Linked DNA regions of Zea mays: region 1 is linked to region 2. Evidence: chromatin contacts called from public Hi-C data. All regions are on one chromosome and are shown on one strand. The core of a region is the stretch at or near the end of the contact, and the rest is flanking DNA. Distances in the headings are between cores, read along the strand shown. Region 1 holds the start of LOC100274388. Region 2 has its middle 41 kb from the start of LOC100274388.

Region 1 (3,870 bases), core at 1,127-3,626, 40 kb before region 2:
AAACGGAAACCTTTCATGGACCACGGCCATGGAACGAGAAGGAACGGGAGCAGCAAGCAAGAGGCGGAAGAGATTGCGAAAGCGACCCTCCATGTTTGTGCTTGGATGGACTGGGCAGAGGGAGAGAGAGGAGGGCCGAAGCAACACAGTTTGGAGCCTCCGGGAGCCCCACTCAGCGCCCTCCGTGATAGCGATCATTACCGATGATGATGATGAACATATGAGGCATGGGCGGTTTTCTATTACCGCTCCCTCGTGTGGATTTATCATGGCTTGGTATTAGTTGTATCAGATACAGATCATGGAATTGGCAACGCACGCCCTTCCTTGTCTTAGATACAACCATGAATGAGTGAGCTGAAGAACATTATATATAGTCCCTCCGTTTCCGTTCTAAATTATAATAGTAGTTATTATAACACCAAAATATGGCTAATAAGGAATTTAATAGTAGTTATTCAGTATCGTAGATGTTATTATTTTATTATATAATTTCAGTTAAACCTGGGATAATTTAGCTCCTTGATAAAATTAGGATCTAAAAACTTTAGAATGACATATAAGAAGAGAGGTAGTCGCCAGATGCACCCCTGATCAATTCAATCATCAGAAGAAAGGCAGCGAGCTTTGCTCTTGTTAATTAAATAGAATAGTATATAGGAGAAAGATTCAGCAGCACAGGGCAACCTTTGCATCCTGCATGATGCTATAGGACGGACGGACACGTACTGCTAACATGGATAGATCGAAGTGGGTTATGATGGGGGAGATGGATTGCAAAAAGGCCTCCCAAATCTTTGCCCTGCCTGCCTTTTCCGCTACTGGACCTGAACTGATACTACTACTGCTGCTCCCACAGCTGCTTAAGATTAATTTATTGCTGCCTCTTCTTCTTCTTCCTCCCATGCCATGATGACATGCCCCTCTACAAGCAGCCTCCGCCATAGCCAGCGTTCTTGAACAGCTCCTGCTTTATCGCGTCGGCGCTGATCATTTCCCTCTGCATCTGCGATAACATTGAAGGAGCAAACTTGTTGCGTCGCATTGCCTTGCATCCAATCCGAGGACAAAAGGAGTGTGTGTATGGCAGCGAACCAATGGACAGGCGGTGGTCACTACCTCGGAGCAGGAGGCGTGCATGCCGAAGTCGTTGAAGCAGCTGACGACGCACTGCTGGATGTCGAGCCCTAGCGTGTCCAGCGTGCTCACCGTGGACAGCAGCAGCCCCGGCTTGGCGGCGCAGTAGATCTCCACCCGGGTGTCGCCGCCCTCCTTCCGCTCCACGTCGAACTGCAGGAGCCATCAGCAGCATCTCAGCCCTCACATTTCCCCCAATCGCATCAGCAGCATCAGCAGCTTCTTCACGTACCTTGGGGGTGTTCCTGGCCACCATCTCGTTGGGGTTGAGCTCCCGGAAGACGCTGAGCATGCCTGGCGCCTCCTCCTGCTGCTGCCCGATCTCTTCCTGCAGCAGCTTGATCCTCTCCAGCAGCTCCTTCATGTAGTCGATCGTGTCGCCCAGGATCGACGTCCGGTCCATCTGCGCACCACCACGCATATTTTACTTCTCATCAGCCCAGCCGCCATATATAGATATAGAGGGATTGCTTCTCTGTTCAAATGTCCTTTCTTGGCCGAGGAGGCACAAGAACCGAGGAAAAAGGAGAGATTTTTTTTTTTTTGCCATTCTCAATCTCACCTTGCTGATCTTGGGCACGACGGAGCGTAGCATGGAGAGGCGGTCGTTGAGGCGCTTGCGGCGGCGGCGCTCGGCCATCAGGTTCTTGGACGGCATCCCCTCGACCCTCTTCTTCTTGGACGCCAGGGCCGGCGGCGGCGCAGCGCCAGCGCCAGCGCCGAACGCGCCGCCGCTCTCCGCCAGGCCGGGCTCCACCTTGCAGGCCCCGAGGCCCGCGGCGCCGTCCACCAGTGCCGCCGACGCCGCCTTGGGCTCGACGACGTCAAGGAACCCCATCTCGCCGCCGTAGTCACCAGCATTGGGCCCGCCGAACGCGGCGGCGCCGTAGACCTCGCTGAGGCAGTCGAAGCCGGGCGCCGCCGCCGGCTGCGGCTGCGGCTGGGCGTAGGAGGCGGTGAAGGTGGGGAGGACGCTGACGGTGGGCGCCTGGTGGTGGCGGTCCTGGAAGGTGCAGTCCATGGCGGCCGGGGCGAAGAAGTCCCCCATGGCATTGCAGTCCCAGGCGTCCCTCCGCAGGGAGAGGATCTCCTCCAGGAAGGCCTGCTCGTCCAGCTCCATCACCGCCTTCTCGTCGTACTCGAAGATGGCGAGAGGGCAAGCACAGAAAGAGGCGGCGGCTATGGCTTGTGAGGAGGGAGGTGGTGTGGTGGGGAGAGGGAGAGAGGGGGATGCCAGTGCCATGGGTGGGCGAGAGGGTGAGGGGAGGGGGGTTAATATATGGGGAATGGAAGGGGGACAATTATTCCCCATGATAAATGGTGAGCAGTGGCCATTAAGGTATCATTAGAGAAGAGGGGAGAGAGCGACTAGTTGATGCTTGTGTTGTGTTAGTATCACAGTATTCGTTCGTTTGTTTGTTTATTAATTATGAACCCATGGGTTTCACTATTGATCATGTGTGGTCTGTACTGGCAGTAGCAGTAGAATGCAGAGAGAGGCCCCCAATCTGGTTTTTGTTGTATTGTGACTTGTGAACCCCCCTAGGGCAGAATAACAGTGATAGGCCTCAGGATTCGTCCTGCTGGGTAAAGCTCTGTCTTGTGATCCCATCACTCATTCATCAGTTGTGTTGTGTGCCGATGCCCTTGGTCAGTACGTGTACTACTTTAGTCGTACTAGTGTCATAGTGTGTAATTAGTGCCACGTACGACTGAATGAAGGAAGGAATAGGCAAAGAGGTACTGCTATGGTGACTGATGGTGATGCACATAAATAAATGTATGCTAATTGCTGTCAGCGGCATCGAGAGGACGACAACTACACCAGTAGTCGTACGCCGACCAGTTGTGTGTGATTCTGTTCTTTGATTTAGGGGGAAAAAGAAAGAAAGAATGACACAGATGATACCGTCTTTTCCTTTCCATGATACATCACCATCGCGTAGCGAATGTTTGAAATACGTGTCCCGCAGCACCAGTATGGAAAAACACGCACAGTTTTATTTTTTTCTTCGTTACGTATCTGGTTCTGGTACTCCTACATAGTATCATCATGAAGCTAAGCGTAAGGCTTGTTTCTTTGTGCAGCAGATAACACACACATACGCTGTGACTGTGAAGGAGGAGGAAGTGAGTCAGTAGCAGCAAGCAAGGGTCCAAAACCATCTTTCTGCACGGCACAGACTTTGAAAGGCTCAACCCCTCATGACTCTTGAGGCACAGGGGATTCAGAGGCAGGTCTGGGTACGTAGGACAGAATAGTCTGCACACACAGAAACTCTTGTCCACACCCCACCCACCATCCCAAACTTTGGTGAGTGAGTGACATACATGAACCCTCGCGCGGAATGAGGCCCGTGATTTTGCTTCCCCTTCTACAGCCCAGGTACCTCTCGCTGGATACGATGCATGCATGGCATGGTTGCACTGACTGACAGATTATAAATATCGTATATTTCACCGATCACTTGTGATCTCTCTGTTCATCTGGTTGCAGGGCTAATTCTATATGTTGTGGTGCTGTGTTGGGTCATGCTGCTGATGCTAGCTGCAGCAAGGTTCTTTTTATTGCCCAAACACAAACAGTACCTGCCGGAAAGATGGAATTCCTGTTGCATATATAGGGGTGGAGGAAGGATGAGGAGGATGATGAAAACCACGTGTCCAAGTTCCCCCCTTCTCTGCCTCCTCATTGTCATGCCAGCTGAATGCAATGAAACGGAGTGGATTGAT
Region 2 (3,478 bases), core at 49-2,548:
GGAGAGAGAAAAAAAAAAGGCAGGCCGGCCGGCGCTAGGTTGCTGGCGAGAAGCGTCCAAAGGGTGGGGGACTGAAAAGGTGAGGGCATGGTTTTGGTTTTGGACGACGTAGCAGTAGCACCACCACCACCACACACATCACCCGCTGGGTTTTGGCTTGTCGTTCTATCTCTCTCTATATATATACTATATGCATGCATTATATTGTGTGTTACTACGACGACGACAAGGCAAAATGGGTCACGGATTGCATATGCAGCCTCCCCGTGCCACCAGTCATCAGCAGCTGCTGCAGCTAGCCTGCTAATCGCATGCACGACGAAGAACACATGCATTATGCTCCTGCTGATGCATTATTGGCACTCAGCTGAGCTCCCTCCTGCTGGCTGCTCCTACGACATGCACTGTGTACGTACGTACTAGGCAATTAGGCATGCATGTCGGTAGTGCATAACTGCATACTACGTACAAAGGGAGCACAGTAGTAGCTAGGCATATGGGTACACGGTCCATGCATGGACGGCCGGCCGGCTACTAGCTGGACGCATCCATATCGGTGTCAGTTCCTGTTCTGTTCTGTTCTGTTCTGTTCGGTTCTACAAATAAGCACGTACTCCAGCGTACAAGTACGCGTAGCATCGTCGTCGTATATATACTCGTATTCCAGTTCCTTATGCTGTGTCGCGTATTCCTTCGTGCTTGCATGCAGATCCGAGAAGAGCAGGAGGATTCCGGCCGCTACTGCTGGCGGTGGCCGCCGCGTCGTCGTTTCCGCTCTACACGAGCCCGAGGCCACGCCGGCGCAAGACCTACGCCGCCGACTGCGGGTGCGGGGCGGGGGGTACATAGCTATAGCACACGTACTAGCAGGTACGACGACCTCGATCCTACCAATATATAGGACTTGCGGCTGTGTTGTGTGCTGTGTTAAACTGAGCTCATCAAATACCCTTGTTAACTGTGACACACAGCCAGTGTATTATTAAAGAAAAATTAGGCAGCAAACTGGTCCTAATAATTAAAAGCTGTATTTAGCTAGGTGTCCAGCAGCATCTCACCGTGCCTCCCTGATGTCTCTGCACGCGCCATCGTGTGCGGCAGCTGCAGCAAGAGAGAGAAAGAGAGAGGAGAACGACAAGCGCATGGCGCCACGGCCCCTCGGGAACTGCACCTGCCCCTGCTGCTCGGCTGCCTCCTTGGCTTTCCTGCATGCTCACCTAGGTCTGGAGTACGCAGTATGCTACGACGCAAAAGCTGTGGCGTCTGCTCGTCGGTTCCAGCCAGCAGGCCCCAGCCGGTATAGCCGCTCGCGTAACCTAGCCTAGCTCTTTCTCGTTCCAGAGCACACGTGTGGGGCCCAACGCACAGTCTAAGGGGGTGTGTTTACACGTGTCGAATGTGTTGGTTAAAGATCTAATGGCAATAGAGTGATTTCATTCCAATTTATTAGAATGGAGCCATTTAATTCTATGTTTAAATTTAACAATGTAAACATTATAATCTATACCACAAATATCATATTTTATATGATCTGGTGAGGATAAGTATATGATGATGTACTATTATTGAGCAGTATATATAGCAGCAGCGGCGATGGTAGGGGGATTTCTAGCAAATCACGTCGCGTAGCCTGCCTGCTGTATCGTTTGCAACAAGCAAGGGCTCCAGCTTCTCTTCTCTGCTATACACGTACGAGCTGGTTCTGCTATACACGTACTTCCTATTTGTTCGTATCGCGATCCCCCGGTTCCCTGTCGGCAGTAATCAGATCCTGTAATATTGTATCTACTGCTGCTGATGTCACTACCTCACTACTGGAAACAGCTGCCAAAGACCAGAAAACACTCGGTAAAGTATTTGTGACACTAGGTAAACAAAGTATTGGTGAATTATACATCAGCAACGGTTTCTTTGTCTAAGTACTTTTTGTTGGACACTAGGTAAATACTTTGCCGGGTGTCATTTGGTACTCGACAAAGAAAAGTCACCGTCACGGCGCCAGGTGACGGCGACGAAGACTTTGCCGATTGCCACCATGACACTCGGCAAAGGCTCCTTCTTTGCCGAGTGTCTATTGTACTGTCACTCGGCAAAGAAGCCCCCAGTAGGCCCTTTGCCTGTTCCTTTGCCGAGAGTATTAGGGGTCGTTCGGCAAAGGCTCACTCTTTGTCGAGTTTCCGTCGGACTAGCTCTCGGCAAAGGGAGCGCCAGCGGGCCCCTTTGTCAGTTTCTATGCCAAGTGCCAAGGCCACAACACTCAGCAAAGAAATTTTACCGGTTCCCATGTGTGTCTTCTTTGCCGAATGCTATGGTCATGACACTCGGTAAAGTGATCAGAACACCACTTTTTTATTTCTTTTTGTTATTCCATCCAAACAAACAAAAGAGATATCACATAATCATCACATATACATCACATATATCACAGAATCATCACATACATCAAACACACGACATAGCTCACAAAGATCACATGTTTCTTCACAATGATCACATGTTTCTTCACAAAGTCACAAGTACCACAAAATAGTTCACAACACTAACAATTACTCACATAAATAAGTCCACAAACATCCAATATATGGCATAAACATTTCTCACAACTAAGTTTAAAAGAACATTAGCGAGGTGGGGCGGCTAGACTTGTTCGGCGATGGGCTGGGCGATCCATGAGAGTTGTTGGATGCCGCAGATTGTCCCTGCACAGAGAAGAGAATGCATGTGTTATACCTGATGAATACATATCACTCGGCAAAGAGCCAGATTCCGACAGTGTGTGCCCCTTATAGCCGTTAACAAGAAATATGTGGTGAGTTTGGTTGGAGGATGATTGGGACAACCACGTCCCTAGCGTCCTTTCATCTCCCTCCATTTTAAGAGACAGGAGATATAGTACTATCCCTATTATATAAAAACACAACTTGTTACGTCTATTCCTACATTAGAGAGAGATGCATCTCTCTACCGTGATTCACGGTGGGTTAGTTGTGGATTACAATCCTATCCATCTATATCCTTATCTTCTATCTTCTTTGTAACTGCATATATCATCAATATATAAACACCAGCTGTGACCCCCTAGAGGGCATCGAGCCAAGCCAATTAACATGGTATCGGAGGCAGAGGTCATGAGTTTGAATCCTGACTAGCGCAATCATGTTTGTTAATATATGGATGCCCCTACTTCAGTGCATTGGACTGCAGTTGAACGCATTATTTGTTATCTCCGGGGCACAATTGATTATGGCTTGTGTTTTATCAATACTGGATCATTACTACTTAGCGTCTTTTCAGGTGCAGATTGGGCTAGTAATTGGGATGATCGACGTAGTACCGGTGGGTACTCCGTCTTTCTTGGGGGCAACGATCTTATTTCCTGGAGTTCTCTCAAGCAAGCTACAGTGTCCTGTTCAAGCACTAAACTGAATATAAAGTCGTCGCTGATGCCACAACAGAGATCATATGGCTTCAGGTTCTT

Evidence for each region. A called contact is a pair of places that touch in the nucleus more often than the background predicts.
Region 1: a Hi-C map of tassel shows a contact between it and region 2, with 6 times the contacts expected there. The contact joins the promoter of LOC100274388 here to the enhancer-like site in region 2. A contact is called at or near these places in 6 of 25 Hi-C or Micro-C datasets (ear, endosperm, leaf and 2 more).

Annotation. Positions count from the first base shown.
Region 1 is chr5:64,083,182-64,087,051 of Zm-B73-REFERENCE-NAM-5.0, reverse strand. LOC100274388 reads right to left here and starts at 2,376. Exons shown (of 4, transcript NM_001148748.1): 1 at 1,700-2,376; 2 at 1,370-1,540; 3 at 1,120-1,290; 4 at 630-1,006. The coding sequence starts at 2,257. The coding sequence ends at 926. It overlaps LOC103626462 (serine/threonine-protein kinase ATR), which reads left to right. Exons shown (of 17, transcript XR_002262295.2): 16 at 3,229-3,523; 17 at 3,635-3,870.
Region 2 is chr5:64,042,216-64,045,693 of Zm-B73-REFERENCE-NAM-5.0, reverse strand. No RefSeq gene overlaps it. Among protein-coding and RNA genes, the nearest start is that of LOC100274388, 41 kb to the left of the region's middle. Within about 2 kb of position 1,298, at least 18 of the 20 cell types and tissues checked have an H3K27ac peak or open chromatin away from gene starts, as enhancers often do. A contact at or near this core is called in ear, endosperm, leaf and 2 more, where this site is marked.